Regions from separate parts of the Capra hircus genome. Here region 1 is linked to region 2. Evidence: chromatin contacts called from public Hi-C data. All regions are on one chromosome and are shown on one strand. The core of a region is the stretch at or near the end of the contact, and the rest is flanking DNA. Distances in the headings are between cores, read along the strand shown.

Region 1 (5,264 bases), core at 502-3,001, 240 kb before region 2:
GGGACAATGCACGGACCTCAGGTGTTGCTCTGAGGCCAGAGACACAGGAGTTGATCCGCACCTGGGGTGAGCATCGGCCACGTTGTCCCCAAGCACAGGTGTGCTGCGGAAGACCAAGCTCCAGACTCCCTCTGGCAGCCTTGTCACTTCCAGAACTAGGGGGCTCCCCCGGGTCTCTTGCCTGCCCTTCTCCTTGATCTCACTGACCTACCACCAGCCGAACCAGATAGGTGTCCAGACCTTCTCCAACCTGCCCTCCACCTCTCACAGCAGCCATGCCCTCCCTTTACCTTCATCATTCCCTTTTAAAAGAATCTTTCCCCAGGATTCACGGATAGATCGCACTTGGCTTTGCACAGCCAGCGCCCAGCACAGAACCCCCACCTTCAGTGGTGTCCTTTCGCTTTTCACAGTGTCTGTAGAGGGGGAGGATGGAGAGGGGGACAACATGGCCACCTGGTTACTATGAGTGCACTACTCATTCCACACACATGTACTGAGCACCGACTATGTGCTACAGCCTGTGGTGGGCGGACACCGGAGATAGAGCTTTGAGCAAAACAGACACTCTCTCTACTATTTTACACATCAAGCTGTAGGACGGGGAGAGAAAGAGAGAATTTAAGGATACTGACAGGTAAGCCCCACCACTGGGGGTGTGGGTGGGCAATGTTAGCCTTAGCCGGTGGATAAGGACGTTTGCAGAAATGGGTTGGGGTCAAAGCTTATCACACCTGTAAAAGCAGAAAATGATCAATTATCTTAACTATCAAGAAGATATACAGTGCCCTCTTGTAGCAGGGTACTGCTTCAAGCAAACTAATACGCAAATGCCAAGGGGAAGAAATTAGTTGTTTGACTCTATCCAAGAATCAATCATTAATCAATCAAAAGCGGATTTCCTTTGAAATCCAAAGGAAGACATTGTCTTTGTGGACACAGAGAATTAACCGCCTTGCCTTCCTTCAGAACAGTGCAGTTAGTAACCACTAGAGGGCAGCAGAGAGATGGAGATGCCAGAGGGAAGAGTCATTGGTTAGTTTCCACCTGCACCTGTAATGAAAACAATATAGCAATAGTTCACATTCATTGAGTGCTTACTCTAGGCCAGGCATCCTTCTAAGTGCTTTGTAAAAAACTACCTCATTCGATCCTCCCACCATCCCTGTGAGACAGATTGTTGTTTAGTCACTAAGTCATGTCTGACTCTGCAACACCGTGGACGGTTGCCTGCCAGGCTCCTCTGTCCACGGGATTTCCCAGGTGGGAGTACTGGAATGGGCTGCCACTTCCTTCTCCAATGAGACAGATACAGTTGTGTTAACCCCATTCTACAGGTGAGGAAACAGGTTGAGTAACTTGCCTGAGGTCACACAGCCAGTAGAGAGTAAATCCCAGATATAATCCCTGGAGTAGAGCTATGGAGCCTGCATGCCTCACACTGTGCAGTTCTTTCTGTGACGAGGATGGAGAATGGAGGGGGCAGCTGAGGTCCTTACACATATAACCCCAGTGTGTTTTCCAAGGCCCATTCCAGATGCAGGCTTCAGACAAGGCTTCTAGCTAATTAAGGACCTTGGGGCACCTGTCGGGTAAAGTCAGAAAGTCTGAGCTTCCTTCTACAGGGCCGTGGGGAGGCAACACCAGTTCTCATCACCACCTGCAACAAGGCCCAGCCCTCCTTTACCCCTGGGTGCCCACCTCCATGGTGTACCCCTATACCGAGTGGCCTCTTTGGTTCAACTGTGTGATGCTGGCTTCAACCCACCCTTCTGCTCATCCTCAGACAGCCCTACCTGCCCCACCATCAGCCTGGCTCAGTCCTCCTCACCGCAGTCAAGAAGGGGCTGGTCAAGAGTGGTGATGGCTGCTCAGAAGTTGGGGTCCAATGAGAATCAAGAGCACGTTGCTGGGGGTCCTGTCCAGGACCACCTAGAGAGGAGTTTCAGGCCAGAGTCCAATCCTTTCTTGGCTTTCTTCCTGATTTAACAACCATTCATTGAGCTGCTGCTGTGTGCTGTTTCTATGCTGACTGCATGGGTCATAAGGAGAACTTGCTGGGTGACCTTGAACAAGCTGTTTACCTGAAGAGGCCTCTGACATTATGCCTATGTGTGCCCAGGTACATTTTTCCAGGTCAGGGTTCCTCAGCCTCGGCATGATTGGCATTTTGGTCTGGATCATTCTTTCCTGTGAGGACATTTCCTGTGCACTGTGGGGTATTTAACAACATCCACGGCCTTCACCCAGTAGATGCCAGCAACACCAGCTTCCCAGTTGTGACAATAAAAAAATGTTTCCAGATACTGCCAAATGCGCCCTGGGGGTGGAAGGTGGGGCAAGGTTGCCCCTGGTTGAGAATCACTATATTGCAGACCTACAGGAAATCCTGGAATTTGCTGAACAGCAAATTCATCAGTACCGCCCTCTGTAGACTGTGGGTAGAGCAGGGTTGCTGCGTGTGAGGCAATGGGTAGGCAGTGCTCAGCTTCCCCGCTTTCCTCATCCCTGACCTGGGAGTCTCAAGGGTCTGCTCCTCAAAGAGAGGAGTACCTCTTTTTAAAAATATTTATTTATTTCATCTTTGGCTGCACTAGGGTCTTCGTTGCTTTTGCGTGGGCTTTCTCTAATTGTGGCTAGCAGGGGTTTCTCTTGTTGTGGAGCACAGGCTTCAGTAGTTGAGACCCTCGGGCTCAGTAGTTGAAACTCACATTCTCTAGAGCGCAAAATCAGTGGTTGTGGTGCAGGGGCTTAGTTGCTCCGCAGCACGTGGGATCTTCCTGGACCAGGGATCGAACCCATGTCCTCTGCACTGGCAGATGGACTGTTATCCACTGCCCCACCAAGGAAGTCCAGGAGTGCCACTTTAAAGAAAGAACCTGAAAGGACCAACTCTTACCCAAAGTGCGGCTGGAGATGGGACTTCAGACACCCTCTCTGAAGCCAGCTCCTGCTCAGGCTGGAAGGCATGCAGGAAGGTGGCACATTGCCATGACCGTTTGGGAGAGGAAATAGCAGGATCTCCCCTGGGCCCAGTTCTCCAGGAGCCCTGCCAAGGCCGCCCACACCTGCCGACTGTCTGGGGCCCCTCAGCCCTGTCTTGGGCAATATGGCACCTCTCTGCCCCAGTGCCCACAGATGCAGGCCCCCGCCCTAGGTCTTGCCTGTGCCTTCCTCCCTGAGAGCCCTGAGGGGAAAAGGGGGCAGCGGCCAGAGTCAACAACGGTGGCAGGTGTTGGGAGCAGATAATTCTTTCTCCCCTCTTGTTGGGCAGCCCTCCACTGACCCCTGCTGTGTGCCAAGGCAGGTGGTCACAGATGAATTGAATGGGAAGCTGGAAAATGTTTAACAACCAGTTCTCTGAGATGTGTGGAATTTACCCATTTCTGTGGTGTCAAAATTCCTGCCATGGCAGGGGGCCAGTCACCAGTGTGATGTTGCTGAAGGCTGGGTCGGTTCACTCCATAGTAGAGGGTGTCCCCACCGCCCTATTACCTTATGAGCATAGGCAACAGTAGAAGAATTAGAAAGTGATGAGGTCTTGTGTGTATGTCCCCTTCTAATGAAATTAAGTGTAGGTTTATATAATTTAATCACTAACAATGGCTACATTTCACACCCAGTTCACAAAATTCCTGAACACTTAACCACCAGTTTTCAGAAGCCAGTCCAAGCCATCTCCGTTTCCTTGCTGGGAATTGAAGGGGATCCATGACCTCAAGACCATCATTTCTAAGGAAGACAGGTCCGCAGGGTAAGACTGTCACTGGAGGACAGAGAGATGCACTGGGGCCGTGGAGACCTGAGGAGGCTCTGACCCTGCCCAGAAGTTCAGGGAAGGCTTCCTAGAGGAGGTGCCATCACGCAGAGACCTGATATAGCCCAGAGAGAAGGGAGGGAAGTGTGTGAGGCTGAAGCAGGTAGAGGGGAAACACCAGGAGAGGAGAAAGCGCTTGGCATGGACCAAAACCCCCAATGAGAGGCTCAGTCTGCAGGAGGGAAGGCTAGGATCCAGTGCAGGTTCTTCGGGTGATGCCGCTCTCATTTTGGGCAAGTCTCCTCCTTTGTAGCTCAATCGGTAAAGAATCTGCCTGTAATGCAGGAGTCCTCCAGCAACGCAGGAGATCCGGGTTCAATTCTTGGGTTGGGAAGATCCTCTGGAAAAGGAAATGGCAACCCACTCCAGCATTTGTGCCTGGAGAATCCCATGGACAGAGGAGCCTGGCGATGACAGTCCATAGGGTCACAAGAGTTGGACACGACTCAGCAACTAAACCAAACCATCACCTTCTTCTCCAGACTTCTCCCTTCTGTCTAACTGGGGCCTTGAACTACATGGTCTCCAGGCCAGTCAGTTACCTAGAGCCCCTAGGGGTCTCTGGAAGGGACCTTGTGAGTATAGTCAACTGGAGGTGAGGGCCTGGCCCATGGCAGACCCTCCTCAACCAAGTCTTCACCTCTCCTGCCCTCCCCCTCTCGCCTGGTTCCCCCAGGTGATCCCCGAAACTCCTGGTTTGGCTGCAGAAAGTAACTATAATTACAGTCATTTATAGAGCAGTGTGCCACATCTCCTAATTACCAAGCAGTGCAATTTCAATTATACATCTAAGGAAACATCTCGGGAGCCCCCTCCCCAGGGCCAGCCCGTCAACTGCAGCCCTCAGGCCGATGGTGGGGGCAGGGGGGTGGGGCAAGGAATGGGATGAGGGGCTGGCCGTGGCTGCTGCTGTATCTCCGAGGTAATTCTCTTCATGTGATGACAGGCAGGAAACCTTGCCTCAGAGGCCTGCCCTGCAGCGGGCATAGGGTGAAAGGAGGAAGGGGAAGCGCCCCAAGAAGAGGGCTTGAGACCTGCAGAGGGGCAGGGGCCCAGCACACACAAGTCCGAGCTTGCAGCCAAGGAAGGGGTCCGTTCAATGCGGAGGAAGCAATGCCCCCTGACCAGATGCAGACTCTCTGACCTCACCTCGCTCACCACCCGCAGCAAAAATCCCCGCAGAAACAGTTCCCCTCTACAGAGGGGCCATCAGGCATGCCTCACACGCCTCCTGTGACAGGGAGCTCAGGGCCCAAAGAAGCCTGTGTTATCTTCAGGGGTTCCATTGATGAGAAAATTCTTCCTCAAATCAAGAGAACCCACCCTCTGGGCAATTTCTGCCCACAAGTCCCATCTCACACCCTCCCTACTGGGGCTGCTCTCCCCTCTGTCCTGGGGGCGCTAACCGGCCCTGCTGCCCACTTGTCCTCTCCTAGACAGGCGGCTG
Region 2 (4,819 bases), core at 424-2,923:
CCTTAAGTACTAACATACCTTAATTAGAGTCTCAGAACAGGCCACCACAGGTGGGGATGGGGGTGTCCCTGTGAGCCCTGAGGCTTTTGAGAGTGGGAATGGCATCTTCCCTTCGAGGTAAGAGACTGAGGTTCTGGCCCTATCTTGCCATCTGATCCCTGGCAAGGCCCTTTCTCTGGGCCACATTTACTTGCTCCACTTCTCCCCTGTTCTCATTTCAACCCACTCCAATCAGACCACGCTTCACTGTACCACTTAAAACTGCTCCTGTCAAGATCACTAGGGGCATCCACACTGCTGGATCCAGCAGTCAAGTCTTTGAGTCTGAGTGAGATGGAGAGTCACTTTAGGAATAAGTAGCAGAAAGATATAATCCAGCTCGGGTTCCAGACGATCATTGCGTCTGTTGTTTGAGCACAGACTGTAGACGTACACAGAATTATTAAGGCTGTTGTAATAACTGGATCGAGAAGTGATGGTGGCTGAAGACTTCAGATGAAGTCTCGATCTCCATCTGAACTCAACCTAGAAAGGCTTGCTGACACAGCTGCTCACACCCTCTTTTCTTTACTTGTCTTCCAGGTACCAGACTCTCCAGGCTTTCCTTCTCCTTCAATGACCACTCTTTCCCTGTCTCTTAGCTGGTCCCTTAAACTTCTATCCAAAGAACTCACTCTAACAACCTATCTAGTCTCTCTTCCTAGACGATACCTTATCCAGGCTCATTACAGCTTTAAACACCACCTCCCCACACTTGTAACTCCAGACTGGATCCCTTCTCTTAACTCCAGACTCATCTCCATCAATCAACATTTCCACCTGCCTATCCAAAGGGCATCTCCAACTGAGCTTCTGCTCTTCTTCCCCAAACCTCTCCCAGCTCTTCCCATCTCAGTGATGGCACCTCCATCCTTCCAGTTACTCAGGTCAAGAACCTTGGAGTCATTCTTTACCCTTCTCTTTCTCTTATCCTTTACATCCAATCTATAAACTCTTATCTTCAATACTGCTTCAGAAACTAACCATCTTTCATCACTTTCATGCTGTCTCAGCCACCATCACTTCTTATTCTTACAACAGCCTTAATAATTCTGTGTACATCTACAGTCTGCGCTCAAACAACAGACGTAATGATCGTCTGGAACCCAAGCTGGATTCTATCTTTCTGCTACTTATTCCTAAAGTGACTCTCCATCTCACTCAGACTAACAGTTCAAGCCTTGTATAAAGACCCACAGGCCCTGTATGATGGGCCCCGAAATGTCTAAGTCTACCGCTTCCCTCCACCCAGCCTTCCAACATTCTCGAGCTCCCTTCCCTGTTTTATTTGTCTCCATAACACTTACTACCATCTGACCTGAGAGAAATGTCACTTGTCATCTGTCCTAACCAGAATGTAAGCTCCACAAAAGCATGGATTAAGGAAAAAAAAAATCTATCGCCATATCCCGTGTTAGGAACAGCGCCCATTCTGTACTTATCCGTGAAACGAATAAATGGATCCCCACCTCTCCATCTGAGTGGTGGGAGGAGGAGGAAGGTGAAGGGATGGGAAGTAGGCAAGTCGACACCAAAGGTATTTATTTCCTTAAGACTCTAAGACTACTCATGAGCAAAGTGCTCTTTACACCTGTGGTGCTATTCCGCCTGTCGCCACTGGGCGGTGCCACCAGACCATGAAAGCACTGAGGGCTCCCCAACCCTGTGCGAGAGCTCACCTTTGAGACTAGACACTTGTTGGCCCTGGGTCTTGCTGAAGAGAGACAGCTCATTGGTAATGGATTCCAGCATCTTCACGAAGTTGGGCAGAAAGAGGATGACCTGGACATCGTGGTTGGCTAGGTGCCTTCCACAACTGATACCCTGAGCCCCCTTCACGTGAGGCCCACATAGCAGGGCCACTGTAGGCCTCTGGTGAACGTTTTTGGGATTCAGCCTGGAACAGAAGGTAAAGAAGCATCATCAGCCGAGACTTGCCAAAACTTTGCCCCCTATACTGGTATACTGGACACCCCCTGGCACCTGCTGCTCTCAGGGCCAAGGTTCTAGAGGGGATGGACAAAGTCCACTATAGGCCAAGCTCACAGGGTGGCCTTCCCACTGTCCCAGACTTCATCTTTGGGTCCTCTTAGGTGGCGCTAGTGGTAAAGAACCCACCTGCCAATTCAGGAGACATGAGACCTGGGTTCGATCCCTGGGTCGGGAAGATCCCCTGGAGGAGGGTATGGCAACCCACTCCAGTATTCTTGCCTGGAGAATCCCATGGACAGAGGAGCCTGGCGGGCTACAGTCCAGAGTCGCAAAGAGTCAGACATGACTGAGGCGGCTTAACACACACTAGGTAGTTCACTTGACCTTGTTCGGTGAAACACCACTGCCAGAACACTGCTTGCTAACCAAGAACACTTTCTGTTCTATACACTGTAGGACCTATTACATCAAACACTTCTCGGCAAAGAGGTTTTCCCACCTCTGCAGCCTTCTTGACTCTTCTTCCCCAGTGTGCCTGCTCTGCTGCAGCAAGACTGGTCTCATCACTCTCTCTGGCACCTGAAGGCTCTTTCTTGGTTCTGCTCAAACTACTTCACCTGCCCAGAGAGCCCCTCACTTACGAATCTCTGACCCACTCCTTCTAGGGTTACTCTGGCTCAGTTCCTAAGAGACTCACAGCAAGTACCAAAGAGGGTAGCTGTAAATCATACTCAATTAGTTGCAAGTCCAAGTTCTCGTCTCTGAGCTGCCAGTAAGCTAATAAGGGCAACGCTGGAGCTACTACATTTCATAGACTGCTGGGTGGATGAGTGGATGTAAAGCACTCTGAATAGGAACTGACACAGAAAGGGCTCAATTGATGCTGGTATCATTATAGTTCTGGTCACAGAGAACGTAGAAGGCTAATGGCTCCCCGGCTGGGAGCTGCCTTGGACACTCACTTCTGATGAAGTCACTTTCTTATGCCATTCAAAGTGGAGACACCCCCCCACACCCCAAAAGAAAGGCCGAGACCCCTCTGGTCCAGAGAAGCCATAAATAAGGGAGTTAAAATTAGCCCTAGAGCTATGCCCAACTCCCAGACAGTGCTGTCTGCCCCTGGGCAGGAAGGCAGGGGAGATGAACAGCCAGAAAGAGGCTTAGGTCCCTGCTTGGGGTGGAGCAGGGACAGTCACTTATGGGTTTTCCCCAAAGAGAGGAAGACAGATGTCAAGCCAAAGAGGAAACCCTCACTCTCCAAATAAATTCAGGGGAATTCGGTGATGTACTTTCATATACACCAAGTTATTCATTTCGCTCCACCATGTTTGCATCGTAAGGAAATATACGGTGAGTACTTCTTCCTGCTCACAGATAACTGCAGAGTTCATCTGACTTGCCCGGGTTTATTCCCTAAATGAACTCTTCCTCTCACAGAGGCATGCCCCATCTGAGAACTCAAAGCAGACCAGACACCCACAGACCCACAGGCAGGGGTCAGAGTCCAGGCGCTGGAGACCGAGCTTCACCGCGAGCCGCCAGCGTCACGTGGGCCAAGTCCTTCTGCTCTCCTGAGCCCTAGCTCGCTCATTTTAAACCCCGGTCTACTACTCACCTTCGAGGTGAAGCAGTGGGGAGCAAATTAAATGCCATTGTGAAGGCACAGTGAAAAAACGCATGATACTTAACATACCATGGTACTTAACATCACTTAACAGATGATGCTGTTAAAGTGCTGCGCTCTCAATTTCAGAAAAATAAATGACCCAATCAAAATATGGGCCAAAGAACTAAATAGACATTTCTCCAAAGAAGACATACGGATGGCTAACAAACACATGAAAAGATGCTCAACATCACTCATTATTAGAGAAATGCAAATCAAAACCACAATGAGGTACCACTTCACACCAGTCAGAATGGCTGCGATCCAAAAATGTGCAAGCAATAAATGCTGGAGAGGGTGTGGAGAAAAGGGAACCCTCCTACACTGTTGGTGGGAATGCAAACTAGTACAGCCACTTTGGAGAACAGTGTGGAGATTCCTTAAAAAATTGCAAATAGAACTACCTTATGACCCAGCAATCCCACTGCTGGGCATACACACCGAGGAAACCAGAATTGAAAGAGACACATGTACCCCAATGTTCATCGCAGCACTGTTTATAATAGCCAGGACATGGAAACAACCTAGATGTCCATCAGCAGATGAATGGATAAGAAAGCTGTGGTACATATACACAATGGAGTATTACTCAGCCGTTAAAAAGAATACATTTGAAGCAGTTCTGATGAGATGGATGAAACTGGAGCCGATTATACAGGGTGAAGTAAGCCGGAAAGAAAAACACCAATACAGTATACTAACACATATATATGGAATTTAGAAAGATGGTGATGATGACCCTGTATGCGAGACAGCAAAAAAGACACAGATGTGTATAGCAAGTTAGAACCAGACATGGAACAACAGACTGGTTCCAAATTAGGAAAGGAGTACGTCAAGGCTATACACTGTCACCCTGCTTATTTAACTTATATGCAGGGTACATCATGCGAAATGCTGGGTTGGTGAAGTACAAGCTGGAATCAAGACTGCTGGGAGAAATATCAATAACCTCACATATGCAGACAATACCACCCTTATGGCAAAGAAAACAAAGAGGAACTAAAGAGCCTCTTGATGAAAGTGAAAGAGGAGACTGAAAAAGCTGACTTAAAACTCAATATTCAGAAAACTAAGATCATGGCATCTGGTCCCATCACTTCATGGCAAACAGTTGGGGAAATAATGGAAACAGTGAGAGACTTTATTCTCTTGGGTTCCAAAATCACTGCAGATGGTGAC

What was found. Hi-C and Micro-C count contacts between places; a contact is called where the count stands out from the background.
Region 1: a Hi-C map of blood shows a contact between it and region 2, with 6 times the contacts expected there. The contact joins two enhancer-like sites. A contact is called at or near these places in 2 of 5 Hi-C or Micro-C datasets (both in blood).

Annotation. Positions count from the first base shown.
Region 1 is chr21:33,730,863-33,736,126 of ARS1.2, reverse strand. No RefSeq gene overlaps it. Among named protein-coding and RNA genes, the nearest start is that of SEMA7A, 56 kb to the right of the region's middle. Within about 2 kb of position 1,751, at least 2 of the 5 cell types and tissues checked have an H3K27ac peak or open chromatin away from gene starts, as enhancers often do.
Region 2 is chr21:33,487,000-33,491,818 of ARS1.2, reverse strand. EDC3 (enhancer of mRNA-decapping protein 3) reads right to left here. Exons shown (of 7, transcript XM_018066133.1): 6 at 1,719-1,936. Among named protein-coding and RNA genes, the nearest start is that of CLK3, 20 kb to the left of the region's middle. Within about 2 kb of position 1,673, at least 1 of the 5 cell types and tissues checked has an H3K27ac peak or open chromatin away from gene starts, as enhancers often do.